2 separate regions of the Sparus aurata genome follow, and region 2 is linked to region 1. The links are chromatin contacts, called in public Hi-C maps. All regions are on one chromosome and are shown on one strand. The core of a region is the stretch at or near the end of the contact, and the rest is flanking DNA. Distances in the headings are between cores, read along the strand shown. Region 1 holds the start of hacd4 (3-hydroxyacyl-CoA dehydratase 4). Region 2 holds the start of LOC115589293 (histone H2A.Z).

Region 1 (4,780 bases), core at 1,195-3,694:
TTAACTGTTATTCAGCAGTACAAGTAAACAATCCCCCCTAAAACCACAGCTCATCTTTTGTAGTCATTATTTTTGTTTTTAAGAAATGTAAGAAAAGCATCTTTATAAACAAATGTACCAAAACACAATCACAAGCTAACCCTAACCCTAACCCTGGAAGAAAGGCTGGTGCCACAGATTACAAACTCCTCACTGAGTTTTACAAGCTTCACTAAAATCATGCTGTATTCAAACTGAACTGCTTCTGCGCTGTTTGTGTCTTATTCAGTTTGACTCTTGATACTGAATGTGATATCGGCAGGCGGAGTTCATTATTTCCACCACTAGAGAGCAGTGCATACCATTTTTTTGAGAGCAGCATCTGCAGGGGTGGAATGTAACTGAGTAAATTTACTTGAATGCTTTAGTAAAGTACAATTTTGAGATACTGGTATTTCCAGTTTCTGCTCCTTTTAAACTTCCACTCCAGTTAGGTAAATGTCATACCTTTGACACTACTACATTATTTGATAAGTTTAGTTACTTCACAGTTTATATGCTGCATCGGAGCCAAATGAGGATAATTCACTTGATATGCAATTTAATAAAAATAACGCTGATCTAAATAATAAAATAAGCTTTCATGCGATAATCGTCAAGGCAGATAATCAGCCCACCCATAGTATACAGTAAATAAAGTACATTCAAGTACGTATATGTAGCATTCAGTTTTACTTGTACTTTTGATACTTAATTACAGTTTCATATCAGATACTTTTTTAATGACGTACCATTCACATGTGTGATTTCTATCTATCTGACTTCTGGTTATTTTTCATAATCCCTCAACACCTGCGACTGTAACACGTTGGGATCAATTTGATAACTTAAAATTAATAATTATCATTGTTATAACAATTACAACACTGATGCAAAGACATTTGAGTAAATGCTCGTGGCTGTTATAGAGCCAGCCACAGGCTTCAGGGTGATCAAAGTTCTACATTCTTTATATATATTGTGTTATTGTATGTTTTCATTTTGTGAACGTTTTGATTTAAGTATAGCTGTTGATGTTTTATATTTTTCTTCAAATGTGCATAGTCAAACCAACAATGAACCGATCTTATCAACAAGCACTTTGTGAATCAACACCTGATGATCTCCGTCCTCTGTGCCACAGAGAGCTACTGTTGTCCAAAGGCATTTCAACATTATAAGTGAGATGCCACTGGATATTTTTAAATAGACCTCGGGTATCTCCAGCCATTTTTATGGTTGTCAAAACACGTATTTTAAGTTAAACACAATGCTTTCAGAACCAGGTGTTTTTTTTTTTTTATAACCGGAGCATAAGCACTGTGTTAGAAAACACTGTAAATTCAACCGAAACAAAAAATGAAACATAAGGAAATGTAAAGTTTGAACATATCCATGATTTGTTGTAATGTTCATTGCCAGTGTTTTATTCTGGTAATAAACACCAAATAAATCTTAATCCACTGCTGATAATAGTCTCAGAGTTTCTTTTCTGACATCTTTTTGTATTGGTTTTCAAAGTGTTATTGGAAAAAAACCGGACATACATACATACATACATACATACATACATACATACATACAAATAAAAACAAAATCGGCAGTGACACACACACAAAACAACAAGGAGATTACAATTCAATTATTATCCTTAAAGAAATTCAAGATGGGCTGTGTAAATGTAGTTAAATGTTCTGTTTAGGTCATTTTTGATTAAAAAAAAAAAAAAAAAAAAAAAAAAACCTATAGAGAGCAACTGGTTTTGATCCTGAACCTTTTCTAAAAATGTATTTTTTTTGTTTTGTGTTTTTTTTTTTTTTTTTTTTTTACTTCTGAGGTGTTTCTGAAGATGGGTTTGTAGGCGCCAGTGGGTTTGGAGATGAATGAGAGAGCGTTGTTGCCTTGCTATTCTCATGGGATTTGCTGACAAAATGTAGAATATCATCATCCTCATCATCTTCAATTTCCTTGAGGGAACCTCCCAAAAGGATGAATAACGTTGTCTTAAGTTTAAACATACCATACTGTTTTCTTTCTAGATTTAACAAGTGAATTGGTGTCTCTAATGTTGATAAGATTTCAAAGCTGTTTTGTGTGGAAATGTATAGCTTATACAGTATGTAATGTGTGCTGTTGTTTTCTATAGTACAACAGTAGTATGTCAATAACTAACCCTTCACTCCTTCACCCACTTCACTTTCAGTGCAAGGTTATGAGACGGTGGTGTGGTATTCAGCTCAGGGGATCCAGAAGTGTTTCACTCGTTCCTACTGCCAATTCTAATACCATAGACATGTTTTCTGTGTGTGTGTGTGTGTGTGTGTGTGTGGCTCAGTGTTCTCCTGCTGCTCCTCTCTCTCCCGAGTCTGTGTCTATAGTTTTTCAGTTCAGGGGGCTGGGACTATCTGACGTCACATTCACACATGGAATGTCCACTTCCTACTCGCTGCACAGTAAGAAGTGTAAGAATCAGCCTGAGGAAGCAGAAGGAAACTCTCATATTGCTTCATTTTTCTCTGCCTCCACTTGTGAAGGACGATGAAGTAAGAGGCGTGTTTTTCCGTTTACTGGGAGAAAAACTGCTTCAAGGAGCCACAAACTGCACCTGGAAAAATGATTCTCCTCAAAGTCTGACAGGGATTATGAGCAGCTCCTTTTTTTTACCTGCAACACAAGGACCAGAAGGAGACTTCATGGGGAGAATGTGAGTGAGTGTTGTGGGAATCGAGCAGCGGTGTTCTCGCCGTGGGAGGAATGTTCTGTATCTGCAGGGCGTGTTGAGGAATGTCAGGCTGATCACAGACAGAGCTTCTATTACTGTCAACTTTCTAAGATTAACTCCTGTAAAGAGGGATTAGTTCTTATTTTTGAAGGTTTTATATCCAGCATGAGCCCACAGATCATACACAAAGAGTTCAAAACTACCTGGGGAGGATTTTTCTGTCTGCAGTCAGCCATTCCATTCTTCTATCATTGCTGATGCCATTTTCAATGAAGGGTTATTTTCATCTGTGTTAGGGAAGATTAAGGAAATCTTTACCATAACCTTTATTATACATTTTTTGCTGATTAAACTTTAACGACACCTTGTTGTTTGGCACTTAAGAATGGATTTGACACAGCTGCTCCGGTGTTATTAGCGGCGCTGGCTCAGGCATACGTGAGCTGACCAATTAGAGCAGACTGGGCGAGTCTTCAAGAGACAGGAGCTAAGATAGAGGGTGAATACAGAGCTGCAGCACTGGACAAGATGAGAAAACAATTGTGTTTTTTTTTAACATTAAAGCATGTAAACCTGTTCTAGTACTAACCAAATTAATTTTTTTCTCTTACAGGCTCAGCTTCAGGCTCGCCTATATTTTCTCTTACAACCTGTTCCAGTTCTGTGGACACACGTGGATATTAGCCAATAGCATAGCCAGGTTCCTCACATTTGGTCGAGGTAAGATTTACCAACGCGGAACATTCAGCATAAGACTCAAGCAACTCAGACTGAACAGCCCAGCGGATGACACACGGATTCATATGTACAATACAAGAAGCTTTTTAAGATCGGTATGAGAAAGAAGCCCATTTAAAGGAACACTTCACCCAAAAAATAAAATTTAGTCACTGTTGTGGTCTGTCTGGAGACTTGGATTACTGCATATGGAGCCAGCAGTTTTCTTTTTTTTAATATTGTTGTTTATTCTGTTTTGAATAAAGTCCCCAGCTACTTAAGTTGTTTAGGAGGATGCTGCAACGTTGTTTTGCTGTAAAGCTCCAGAAATGGTTTGTGGACTGTGAAACTCCCCCCGACTTTCCATCTGCATGTGCAGAGGTGATGATGATGGGATATTCATTTTAGGTTGAACTGTTCCTTTAAATAATGATTGATTTTAGCTCAGTAGGACAGGATCACGAGTCTCTACCAGTTGGCACAAGTTAGTGTGATAAAATATGATTTTTCACTTTGCAGATGCCTTAGCAGACACATTTTACTCCGTTGGCTTTGTGATGAGTCTGTGCCAGCTGCTTTCCATCTTGGAGCTCTTCCACATCGCAGACAGGATTGAGAAAGCCAGACTCCTTCCTCGCTTCATCCAAGTGTGTATCACAGCTCCACCTCTTACTGGAATTCAATCATTAATCATGTGGATCTTATAAAATGTAATAAATATGTAATCAAGAGCTCTTTAGCCGTGCGAGGGGCTCGGTGGATAGTGCATGATCTCTGTTCTTTCAGGTTCTGGAGAAGAACCTGCTGCTGATCATGATCATCATGCTGGAGGAGATCCAGAGTAAACCAGTCGTGTGTGCTCAGTTCTTCTTGTGGAACATAATGGACCTCCTACGGTATTTCACCAATATTAAATGTATACTGTATGGTTTGTTATTGCCTCACTGGCAGTGGGGCCAGTCGGGGTCTCTATTATCTGTTAGTTTGGTCTAATCCTGACAGTTAGGGTAACTGCTGTGAATATTCACGACCCTCAGGTGATAAATCTTCGGAGTTCAGACTTCCTAGCTGCCCCCATCAGATTAAAGATATAACAGGCAACATTTCCTCGTTAAAATGTCCTAAAATCGACTAGATCTTTCTTACGGACCCCGACCGATGTATCAATTGGCTGATATCATCGGCCGATGTGTCCATATTGGTACTCCTGTTGCGGGTACGGGCTGATATGAACAACTCTTCTTGTTCGAGATAATGCAGAAAAACAAACTGTCCTGCCCCCCTCACAACATCAAGTGTTTTGATGATCACATTTAAGGGATC
Region 2 (4,780 bases), core at 1,444-3,943, 140 kb after region 1:
TACAATACTATTTATACTACAGATCTCTTAAAGGAACAGTTACAGAAAAGTACAGATTCTGTCGTTTTCTCCTCTCCCCGTGCTGATGAAAAATCGGGTGAAGTTTCGTAGCTGACAAAACACTTCTGTAGCTTCACAGCAAGACAGAGTTCTCCTGAACGACTGAAAAAGGACTGGTTAAAAAACATGAAAAAAATGGAAAAAACTGGCTCCAGTTTGTCCAGTCTAATCCAAGTCTCTGGAAACCCAGAAATTCAAAATGATATTGAATTGCCAAAGCTTTTTGCTTAGCAGCTACAAGGAAGATTTTGGCTTTAAAAAAAAGGGTCTAGCATGTTTTCGTTTGGGATCTCTGGGCATCCTGAGACATGGAGTGCACTAGAAAAGCTACATGGTGCCATTATACGTTTCAAAACAAGTCCCCAGCTACTGCTGCAATCCTGTTTTGCTGTCAAGCTCCAGAATTGTTCTGTTGACAACGAAACTCCAACTGACTTTCCATCAGCATGGGGAGGGGGGGAATCAATTCCCATTTCTGAGTCAACTTTCCTTTCATCAAACCATTTCATCTTGAAACTGGGAACAGTCAAACTGCCTTCATGCAATAAGCCAGTCATACACAATGTGCAAAAATGTTCTGACAGTACCAGTTCAGTTTTTATTCAGGAATCCAAAAATGACTACAGGGTCTTCCCCAGTGCGTCAGTCCAGTAAACTCAAAAACATGCTTTGCAAGTCATGCAACTACACGAGGCTGAAACTGATGGCTTACTGAAGCTGCTTTTAAGCATGCCACGACTCTTTCCACATGCAGACTGTGGTTGTCCTTGGCTTTTTAGTGACTGAGGTGGAGTCTTTCAAACGCTGACAATATAGACCACAAAATCCAAATCACATTTGCATCACCTACACCGGAGGAATCTACTGAATATCTAGTACGGAACAACAGAAACAAGCCCATGATAAAGCAAGAACTGAAAGAAGAAACTGCAAATGCCCAATGAGAGCTTTATTAAAACACCACTTTGAACATGGGAACGCCACAAAAGCAAGTTTCAACACAAAAACTGCAGCACCAGAAAAACAAGGAAAACACAAGAAATGAGCTTCTTTGAAGCCACTTTTAAAAAATACCCCAGGTGAGTAACTGCAAGCTCAATACAAAGGTGTTCTAATCTAAGACATTTAACCACATGATGCAGACTTTCAGAGCACTTCAGGTTATACGGTCTTCTGCTGGCCCTTCTTTCCAATCAGAGACTTGTGGATGTGCGGGATCACACCTGGGAAAAAACAAAACAAAACAAAACAAAAGGTTGAGCCATTAACGTGTCGAAGTCGAGCAGAGATGTAACAGTTATCAGTTGTGTTGATTGTCTGAGCCACAGAAAATTGAAGGCACAATTGAGATGATCTCATGTAAAATGAAATTAAAGTGTTGTCAACTTGGCTTCAGGAAAGGAAATTTCTCACCATTCCACTTTTTCTCTAAACAAAATTGTTAATTGATTAGAAAAAATAAAATATATAAAAAATAAAAAAAAATAAAAAAAAAGTCCACATTTAAAATGTCAAGCTGATCAAAGATCAAGGCCAAACAACACCAGCTTCTAAATGCCAACAGGGTGAAAAGTGTTCCCTTACCTCCTCCAGCAATAGTGGCTTTGATAAGTGAATCCAGCTCTTCATCTCCTCTAATGGCCAGCTGCAAATGGCGTGGGGTTATACGTTTCACTTTAAGATCCTTTGATGCGTTTCCTGCCAACTCCAGGACCTGCGAGGGAAAAACGCCAAGCTTTAGATAGTTACATACCGAGGTGACAGCAGCTCTGCAGGGCTGATGTGTGGATGAGGTGCAAGATAGAAGGACGTTACCTCGGCCGTGAGGTATTCAAGAATAGCCGCGCTGTACACCGCTGCAGTGGCTCCCACTCTGCCGTGGCTGGTGGTTCTGGACTTAAGGTGTCTGTGGATACGACCCACTGGGAACTGCAGCGATAAAACACACCGGGTATTAGCGCGGAGAAATAAATGGCTCAGTGGCCTGACAGTGAGAGGCGGCCACCAGCTGGGTAACCTCTGCGACGTCTGATTGCCAACGTTAGCTTGTGTTAGCACGGTCGAGGAAATGAATGAGTTTCAGTGGACAAACCTGCAGTCCGGCTCTCTGTGAGCGCGAAATAGCTTTCGTCTTGGTCTTCCCGGAGTCTTTACCTGCCTTACCACCAGCCTGGAAAAACGTGAAAAATGTTCAGTTTACAGCTACAAAATCCAGTGTTACAGTGTGATAACAGTGACTACGAGTGGCCACTTTTACCGCCCTCTTAGCAGTATGTGGCCACCCTATTGCTTCCCTTAATGCAACCAATAACGGCAACTCAGCTAGCCCGCTAAGCTACTACAACAGCTAACGTTAGCGGCTACCAGTTAGCTATCCACCGAAATGCACTGGCAGCTATTAAACATCTATTGCCAGAAAACCACCAGCTTAGACAGCTTATCGTTCAGATAGGTCGCTAAGATGACTTAAAATACTTACCATATTTAAAATCTACAAATAATTTCTGACGCTGTGGCACAATATCTAGCTTCTTCTTATCGACTACCGACTGTTGGTTTGAACTACAACCCCCCGCCTCCGATAGTACCTTATATAAAGCCAATCTTTATCCGGGTAACTAAAGGGAGACCGCCAGCCAATCATATTTCGCTATGCGTTTCCTGCCGCGACGTTCAGCCAATGAACAAGAACACACCTCACTTTGCGGGAAAGATGTTACGTTTCCGTTCAAAGTAATGATGGGTAATGTAGTTCTAACATTTAGGCAGTCTATTCCCATTGTCTGTTTCATTTTCAAAGAAACAAGTTCGTATTGATACGGAAAGCATTTTTCTTTCAAAGGTTGTCTACTCGGTCTTGAGACCAAAGAAAAGACATTGAGGCTGAAGTCGTTGTCTCATCGAGTCAAGTTGATATGTTGACCGAAAATATTTGCGAAATTTGTTTGGAAAAGCTTTATCGTTGTAGGTACAGGAAAAACGCTCACTGATATTATAGTTATGACAGTCGCCCCTCAACATATGGTCCATTTCATACTCAACATTCTGTCCAATGATGAAAATACAATTTAAAAAAGCTACACAGGGATAAAGCAGCAACTCCGCAAAATCAGCAGCTGTGGACTAACTCTTTTGCAAAAGTAACCTTTTTTATATATAATTAAAATCAGGATTCTTTGCGCAATGCACTTGACAAAAATTCGTTTTTGATAAAAATGTAACATCATGATTTGCTCCTGTCAACATAGTGGTTTACAGTAACAGGTTATTCTTGTGATGTAGTTTCACGCATTGGCCACATGAGGGCAGTGAGTGCTCATGTTTTTACGCGCAGCCATAAATACGTTCAGAACAGCCATCAACTCCAGGGCTCTTCACTGTACTAACTATACTATAACCACAAGTTAAAGACACAGATGTCATTTCAAGTTGTAGATTCAGAAAATGTCACACATGTGGTTTATTTAAAGGTGCAGCGTGTCAGATTTAATATGAAGAGTCTGTAGTGCTTAATATAAAGGCCCTTTATCCGTGTCCACGACCAGTCTTTGCAATTTTGCACCCGAATAAAAAATTCAAATGGATAATGATCCTCTTGTTGTAAAGCCAAACAATCATGTTCTTATTTCCAGAGTTGCAGGGCTAGACTATCACTTCCTCTGACCCTTTATTGTTTCTTTGGGGGTCCCTGAGAAACTCCAATGTTACAAACAGCTGCTTAGTTTACAGTCGGAATGCTCCTTTAATAGAAACTCGGCACTTTCTTCATCTTTTGCTTCCAATACAACAGGATTATTTTGTTTTATATTATCGTTTTCATCATCAGTATGAATGGAAATCTAATTATGCTGATTTTGATACATGCAAAACACCTGGTGTTTGTTTTCCAGCCTACCAGGGACCCCATTATTTGAGCCATCATTTGATCTATTATTTGAATGTCAGCTTTCAATGGGGGATTGATGTTATATGAGATCAACAAAGCAAAGAAGTGTCTGTGGGGCTTTGGTGTGAAATTTTTAAACAGATCATTTCAGAAAATTTGAAAAATTATAGAGACATGCCAGTGAATGGAGTCAAGAAAATGTTTATTACAGCAGATGATATGTGTCTTGTCAGAAAGTCTTTGGCACTTGAGTGAAGGGTGTCTGCCCAGAGCAGCAGCAGGAGCAGCAAGAACAATACCCCCATGGAGTCCAGAAACTGGTGGTGGTGGTTGATGACTCCTCTGAGACGGACAGACAGATGAAGCTGATGAAGCAGATGAAGCTAGTAAATCTGAAAATAGCAGCATGAATGGACTAGAGGCAGAAGACAATCGTATTTAAAGAGATAGCCTCACAGATGATAGCCTAACCGTGAAGTTGTGTCGCTGAGCTAGAGGATGGATGTGTCCTGCTGATGGGAGCGGCTGATATCAACTGACAGCACCCTGATGATGACAGACAATTATGAGTTAGCATGAATGAATGAAAGGATGGTAAGAGCAATAAACATAAGACTTGAGCATGCAAGAGGAGCCGTCCTGTCTGAACTTTCACCAGAGATTCATCTCTTCATTACATCTGGAAGATTCACTTAAAAGAGTCAAAGCACCAGGGAGATCTGGAATGCTGTTCCACAGTCTAGGGGCTGATACACTAAAGGCGTGAGGTTAAAATTAGACAACGGTGCAGCCAGGAGCCTCAGCTGACCTGAGGGTCCTGAGGGTAGAAGACAG

What was found. A called contact is a pair of places that touch in the nucleus more often than the background predicts.
Region 2: a Hi-C map of an unstated tissue shows a contact between it and region 1, with 11 times the contacts expected there. The contact joins the promoter of LOC115589293 here to the promoter of hacd4 in region 1. A contact is called at or near these places in 2 of 2 Hi-C or Micro-C datasets (skeletal muscle and an unstated tissue).

What each region holds. Positions count from the first base shown.
Region 1 is chr10:23,007,982-23,012,761 of fSpaAur1.1, forward strand. hacd4 (3-hydroxyacyl-CoA dehydratase 4) reads left to right here and starts at 2,445. Exons shown (of 7, transcript XM_030431117.1): 1 at 2,445-2,722; 2 at 3,354-3,460; 3 at 3,977-4,104; 4 at 4,244-4,353. The coding sequence starts at 2,661.
Region 2 is chr10:23,150,671-23,155,450 of fSpaAur1.1, forward strand. LOC115589293 (histone H2A.Z) reads right to left here and starts at 2,694. Exons shown (of 5, transcript XM_030430136.1): 1 at 2,540-2,694; 2 at 2,153-2,230; 3 at 1,876-1,989; 4 at 1,645-1,774; 5 at 636-1,283. The coding sequence starts at 2,542. The coding sequence ends at 1,222.